Regions from separate parts of the Callithrix jacchus genome. Here region 2 is linked to region 1. The links are chromatin contacts, called in public Hi-C maps. All regions are on one chromosome and are shown on one strand. Each heading gives the region's core, a stretch centred on a gene start, on an enhancer-like site or on the middle of the called end of the contact. The rest is flanking DNA. Distances are from core to core; before and after follow the strand shown. Region 1 overlaps STARD13 (StAR related lipid transfer domain containing 13). Region 2 holds the start of STARD13 (StAR related lipid transfer domain containing 13).

The links. Hi-C and Micro-C count contacts between places; a contact is called where the count stands out from the background.
Region 2: a Hi-C map of skeletal muscle shows a contact between it and region 1, with 2.9 times the contacts expected there. The contact joins the promoter of STARD13 here to the enhancer-like site in region 1. A contact is called at or near these places in 2 of 3 Hi-C or Micro-C datasets (both in skeletal muscle).

The regions. Positions count from the first base shown.
Region 1 is chr5:152,880,276-152,883,941 of calJac240_pri, reverse strand. The region is part of intron 1 of STARD13 (StAR related lipid transfer domain containing 13); the gene reads left to right. Among named protein-coding and RNA genes, the nearest start is that of STARD13, 69 kb to the left of the region's middle. Within about 2 kb of position 1,326, at least 14 of the 16 cell types and tissues checked have an H3K27ac peak or open chromatin away from gene starts, as enhancers often do. A contact at or near this core is called in skeletal muscle, where this site is marked.
Region 2 is chr5:152,949,408-152,953,000 of calJac240_pri, reverse strand. It overlaps STARD13 (StAR related lipid transfer domain containing 13), which reads left to right and starts at 2,049. Exons shown (of 15, transcript XM_078375278.1): 1 at 2,049-2,191.

The DNA of each region.
Region 1 (3,666 bases), core at 77-2,576:
CTGTTTAGGGTAGGGGAGGCCCTGGCAGGGACCCTTGGAAGAAGAGGGCTGTCTATAGTGGAAAGAACTATGAAATTAGGAACCTAATAGTTCTACTTTAGTTCTGTATCTTAGTCATTTTAGCCCCTTAGAACCAAAAATAGCACCTGGTACATATTTATTCAATAAATTAGATTAGGTTTTTAAGGAGGCATCATAGATCTCATAATATTCTTCATTCCTTTTCTGTTCTCTTCCCAGACTTGGGATTTTGTCACAAGGAGATAATATTTCCAGCAAAAATATAAAGTTTCCCTCAAGACACAAATTAGAAAACATGGTGGTGGGATCCCCCGTGAGGAAGCCATCCTTCCAGGCCCAGGTTTTCCCACCCTGTCTCCATTTCCAACTTACCATAAGTACTTTTCTGCCCCCTAAAATGCAGGACACTAATCAAGTCAGTTAAGAAGTTTTTATTTCAAGCCTGCTGGGCTTTACAAAGGACTGCATTTGACTCTGGGCATGGATTCAAAGTCCTTTTGAATAAATGACCTGCTTGTCTAGCTGTCAAAATGCGGACCTCAACTGGCACTCTTAACTATAGCCCTGATTCAAGTTTACATGCCAGGAACGGAACTTCTGCCTTTCAAATTCAACAAGGTCTTCAGACCATGGCTGCCTTGCACAATATGGACCTGCTATTAGAGCAACTAAGGGTATTTACGATTTATTCAAATAATGTAGTGCAAAGAATAGGAGGTTTGAAAGTCTGGCGAGGAGTAGAGGAATTGACTTCCATAAATCTAGGGCCCTAAAAATACCTTTTTTGTTCAAGTGTTGGAAAGGATTTAGTCGACCTTTTTGCTTCATTGGCATTTCTTTACGTTTTCCTGGTAACCAGAGACAAGTTGCACAATCGGTGTGGCATTTGGCTCCTGATTCGGGCGAGAGGGAGCGCTGTCTGCTATTTCAGCAGGCCCAGCACAGCGGAGCGCAGAGCGTTCAGCACTGAGGGGACCTGCCAGCAGCAGGCCCTGCCAAACCAAACAGGAATCAGCGTGGACAAAGGCAAGATTATGTGGTGGGAAAAGGATACCCCAAATTAAGGCAGGAAAGCCACGTCAATTATATTTGGAAGCGGTGTCTTTACCCCGGGTTACAAAGCCATCTCTCTAAGAGCTCTGAGGATGCTACCTTTTCACCGAAAGCTCACCCACAAAAGGTCAGTGGGTGGAGTTTAAGCAAAACGCTTTTTCTCTTATGACTTCCTGTGGGTCTTGATTTCTCGCCACAAGTCTTTCTGCCACCACTGTGCCCTTCCATGCACGCTAGTCACAGCAGGAGGAGGACGGGAGTGGGAGCGCGCGCCAGGAGCAGATTTCGGGGGCGTGAGCCGGCGACCCTGGCAGGGGGCTCTCCGTGCAGTGGCCCGCGGTGGGCTGGTAGTGCTGAGCACTGCGTCCCTGCTTCCGTCCTGACCTCAGTGGAAGAAAAATAAAAACGAAACAAACCCAAACCAACAAAACACCTGGTATTTCCCGGCCACCAGCCTCAGTGAGTGCCCGCACGGGATAAGCTCTTACTGACTCCTCCTGGTGGCTTCCGGCTGCACGGTCACTGTTGGGAGTTGAAGGCAAAGCAGCTGGGCTCGCTTCTTGATACCAAGCTGGGCCAAGTCCCCTGGGAACACGCCGGGGAGGGGGGCGCCATGCAGGCGCAGAAGCAGCTCGGGGCTGGGAGAACTGGCAAGGCCGCCTGCGGTGCTGTGCCCAGGGAGTCCATGATTCTTTATTCCTCGTGTCTCCTTTTTCAAAATGCAAAATAAAATGAGGGATTTTAGTTTTAACAATGAAAGTACAACAAATATATAATCACCAAGATATTTAGATGGAAACAGACCTTGTTTTTTTTTCTCTGTAAAAAGTAAGACTTTGAAGATACTGTAAGGCCCCGCCTTCATCCCCCTCCACCCCAGAGTGAACCTGCTTAAATTTGTCTGTATTGTTCCCACACATTTTTTCCTACTTTTTCCTTGCATGGTTTTATTTAAATCGATCTTGCATCGTTTTTAAATTTGTGTAAATCATATCCTTTAAATATCTTTTTACAATTTACATTTTGCACTTAACCTGCCACTTTAGGAATCTGTCATTCTGATAGTAAATCTAGCTTTAAGATTGTTTAATGAACTTTTCAATAAGAATAATTGTTTTTAAAATCCATTCTATTCAATAGGATGCATTTCCCCACAACTCCCCCCACCCACACACACTTTTTTTTTTTCTTTTTTTGAGACGATGTCTTACTCTGTCGCCCAGGCTGGATCTTGACTCACTGCAACCTCTGCCTCCCTGGTTCAAGCCATTATCTTGCCTCAGCCTCCAGAATAGGTGGGACTACAGGCGCGTGCCACCATGCCTGGCTAATTTTTTTTTAATTCTGTTTTTGTTTTTTTGTTTTTTTTGCATTTTTAGTAGAGACTGTGTTTCACCGTGTTAGCCAGGATGGTCTTGATCTACTGACCTCACGATCCGCCTGCCTCGGCCTCCCAAAGTGCGGGGATTACAGGCATGAGCCACCTTGCCTGGCCTTTTTCCCACTTTTTAAATTACATAGAATACAATTAGCATGTTTGTACATTTACACTAGCACACATACCTAGTATATATGGGAGTAGACCCTAAAGAAATTAGAAGTAGAATGTCTGAGCCATAGGTCAGTTTCAACCTTGCCAAATAATAACAAATTGCTCTCCAAGAGGCTGTGCTAATTTTCAAGCTCACCAGCAATGTTTAAGATTTTTTACCAAAACTTGGTACACCACCCCGTTCATCATATTTGCTGATTTGATGGTTTCAAGTGGTACTTGGCTGTTTAAATTTTCAGTTCCCTGAGAACTAGTAAGGTTGAGCATATTTTCTTTTTTTCTTTCTTTTTTTTTTTTTTTTTTTGAGATGGAGTTTCGCTCTTGTTACCCAGGCTGGAGTGCAATGGCGCGATCTTGGCTCACCACAAGCTCTGCCTCCTGGGTTCAGGCAATTCTCCTGCCTCAGCCTCCTGAGTAGCTGGGATTACAGGCATGCGCTACCATGCCCAGCTAATTTTTTATATATATATATAAATATATAATAATTTATATATATATATAAATATATAATAATTTATATATTTATATATATATATATTTTTTTTTTTAGTAGAGACGGGGTTTCACCATGTTGACCAGGATGGTCTCGATTTCTTGACCTCGTGATCCCCCCGCCTTGGCCTCCCAAAGCACTGGGATTACAGGCTTGAGCCACCGTGCCTGGCCAGGTTGAGCATATTTTCTTACGCTGTTGTCCATTTGAGCTTCTTGCTTTTTAAACTGCCTATTTATGTACGTTGCAACATTTCTGTTGTGTTATTGTAGGGTTTTAAAAATCCATTTGAAATTTATATGTGGTTTCTATAAGTTTTCCTTTTCACTTTGTTTATGGTGTCTTTTAAATTTTAATATAGTTATAAAGGGTGTAGCTAAATGTATTAATCTTTCATCCTTTTTTAGTTCTATAAAGATTCCTCCATGCTTTAAGATTTTTTTTTTTTAATTTCAGTCTTTAAGGCTGAATCTGGGAATGTGAGTTTGTGTATCATGAAACAGGGATTAAACTTTTGTCGTGTATGTAATGAACTGTTCTACACCAT
Region 2 (3,593 bases), core at 800-3,299, 68 kb before region 1:
ATGATAGCCAGCAGGACAAATTTGACAGGCAGATAGAGTTCGTTCGGCATTCACAATGTTTTCACATATTTTGAGTAAGTTACCCACACATAAAATCTAGGAGATTTCACATAAAAATCTGAAATTCTAGCTTCTTTTAAAAGAGCAGAGGACAGGCCATAAGGCAGCCCACATTCCAGCTGGGAATCAGGTATCACAGGGTGACAGCCTCACTTGGACAGGCAAGCACACGTTCTCCATCTCCCCTTAGCACCGCCCACCCAGCTAACTGCACTCTGCACTCTGAGCCCTTGTTGGTAATCAGTTTTCCATCCCTAAACGAGTCCAATTCCGTCACTCGACAGAAAAAGAAACTGAGACCCAGGGCCTGGCTCAGTGGCTCACGCCTATAATCCTAGCACTTTGGAAGGCCAAGGAGGGCAGATTGCCTAAGCTCAGGAGTTTGAGACCAGCCTGGGCAACACAGTGAAACCCCATCTCTACTAAAATACAAAAAAAAGTAGCCGGGTGTAGTGGTGTGCGCCTGTAGTCCCAGGTACTAGGGAGGCCGAGGCAGGAGAATTGCTCGAACTCGGAAGGCGGAGGTTGCAGTGAGCCAAGATCACACCACTGCACTCCAGCCTGGGTGATAGAGCAAGACTCTGTCTCCAAACAACAAAACAAAACAAAAAAATAGAAAAGAAAAGAAACTGAGACCCAGAAATACCCTAAGCTTCCCTAGGCTGAGAGTTTATTGTTTGTACAACCAAAACCAGATCTTGAGCAAACATGGGTCTTTTTGCTGCCCTTTCTACTTCCAGGTGCTGTCTTTCTCCCTTACTCACATTTATGACCAAGTGCTCACCATAATGAACTGCCTCAGGCTCCCGTCCCAGCAAGGAGGGTAGAATGAACAGCATCAAGCTCTATGCAAAGAGTAATCAGGACTTAAGTCTCAACATTTTGGTTTTAAGAGGTTTCATTATTTTGACTTGGTTGCATATTTTTTCCTACCCAATATCTCTTTTCTGTGTCACATTGTAACAGGTGGATAAATACACAGGTGAGAAAGCAACAGGCTGCTGTCTTCCTGGTCATCGTATGTCTGTGTCCTGTAAGAAGGTGTGGACATCCTCCTCATCATGACTTCTAGTTACCTTGTTGGGGAGAGTTCACTTGAAATATTATGTCAATATCACAGATTGACTTTCCAACACAGATGCTGATCTTCATTTTATCCTTGGTCCTGGTGGAACATATTAGCAAACATTGTTTTATGTTGTACACTCATAATTACGAACTTCATTCTAAGAAAACGTCCTGTCAACTCTTATAGAACAGGCACTTTTCTAGGTCATGAGATGAAGCTTTAAAAATTACTCCTTCCTATGAATGAGAATAATCTTGCATGTTCTTCACATGTACCTCAAAACCTAAAATGCAATAATATATATATACATACATATATACACACACATATATATACATATATATATACACACACATATATATACATATATATATACACACACATATATATACATATATATATACACACACATATATATACATATATATATACACACACATATATATACACACACATATATATATACATATATATACACACACATATATATACATATATATACACACATATATATACATATATACACATATATATGTATATATACAAAGTACTCCTTTCCACTAGCCTGAAACAGTAGCAGAATTCCAAAAGATAGCTTTCCCTCTTATCTCAATATGGTGGTGGGCTCTTAATAATCTTACTTGTACCTCAGGAAGCTAATTAACAGAAAATAATTATTATGATTCTCTTTTATTTTAATGAATGGGAGGCACATCTCAGCAAATGCGTGAAAACTTTAGATTGGCTAGAACATTTTCTAACCTTTTTCTTCCCCCAAAAGGTGCCCAGGACCTCACAATGAGGTGCATTGTGAACCTCATGCCAAGGTTAATTTGGCACCTCTGTCACAAAGAGCATGTGCAGACTCTGACAGGCTTTCAGGGAAGCCACTTCCCCCATGTGCTCTTCTGGTTTCCTCATTGGTGTTCGGGAAGAGGAGGCTGGGCTCCTCCCGGGAGTGGGGTGCTATGACAGATGAGCCTTTCATGCAAGAAAATAAATCCTGCAACATTTGATGTACTGCTTTAAACTTAAAGACCTCTTTGGACCTGAATTTGTAAGGTAAGGAGTGCTCAGCCACAATTCTTGAACTTCGAAACCGTAAGTGTAATTTGAGGACTCTCCTGGAAACTCTTTGTTGTTTAATGTGAAACTAACATGCTGCCTAACCTCCTGCCTTTAGGATTAATAACAGCTCACTGTCAAACGTGCACGCACAGCTCTGACTTAAAAGGAAAAAACTCACCACTGTTTAAAAGATACAAAGTCTTCCATAATGAAATGGCCATGTAGATTTGTTGTACTTTATACATGTGTGGAAGTGCCCAGAGCAGACTGGGTTTTCTCTCTGCTCTCTGTAAATCAGTATGCTTTAAAATGGGATCAAATTATCTTTGCCACTTGAAAGTGGGTCTGGGTGCAGGTCCAATCCCATAGGGAGAAAACACCAGTGCAATTGTAACCAAGTGTCAGTTCAGGTCTGCGGGTCTTTATCCTGTATGCTGCTTGTGGCTTGCTTAGGTATGGGAGGGGATTAAACTCTGCTGCTACAATTGTATTGGTACTGCTCTGTAAGATGTGAAAAATCTATCGGGATTAGGTGTTAGTGTGTGCAGGCCAGTTTCCTGTGATTGTGGCAAATTACACTGGAAAGTTGAAAGTAACTATAGTACAGACTAGGAGCCGGGGATTTATCAGACATAAAAGGATGTAGAACAAGTTCAATGATATATAAGGCAATTATTTGTCTAATGTTGTTAACAAAATCCAATCTTCCTGTAGAAACATACAGGACCTTTTAATGTTTTTGTTCAAGCTGGATCTGCCTTCAAAGGTGAAATACTCGATGCTTTTAGCTAGCTCATTGATCCGTTTCTAAGAGGGCATCATGGTATAATAATTATCTCTCACTGGGGAAAATATGATGTTGAGTCTTCTTTTTGTGCCCTAGAGACCTTAAAAGAGAAGATGTAGTCGATAATCTAACTGCAGCTATTTTCTGAAATCTTGGCCCACACGTTCCTACTTTCTTCCTTCGCCTTAATCAGGTATACAGGGTCTGAGTTCCTTCCCCTGAAATCTCCAAACTCTTACTGTGCCCATTGCGCAGAGAGCACCAATCTGCATCCCTGTCTCTCTCCACAAAAAGCAAATCATATTCTTGCTCCACATTCTTTCTCATCCTTCATAGGGCTTATATTTACATGTGAGTCCCCAGGGCATGTTCCCATGACACAGATTCCCTCCTACCTACATACTGAGAATGTGAACCCCAAAGGAATCCTGCCTAAAATCTGCGGGTGCAGCAGTCGTGGGTGGGATCTTAGCCTGACCACTTTCTCCTCCAGACATTTTCCTTTCCGGAACTAAGCTGTCTCACCTGACCTTAGGTATTCTTATGGCTCTATGCTTTGAACCATAGTGCTTGGTTAGTTTGGTGAACCAGACATCTTTATGACTGATT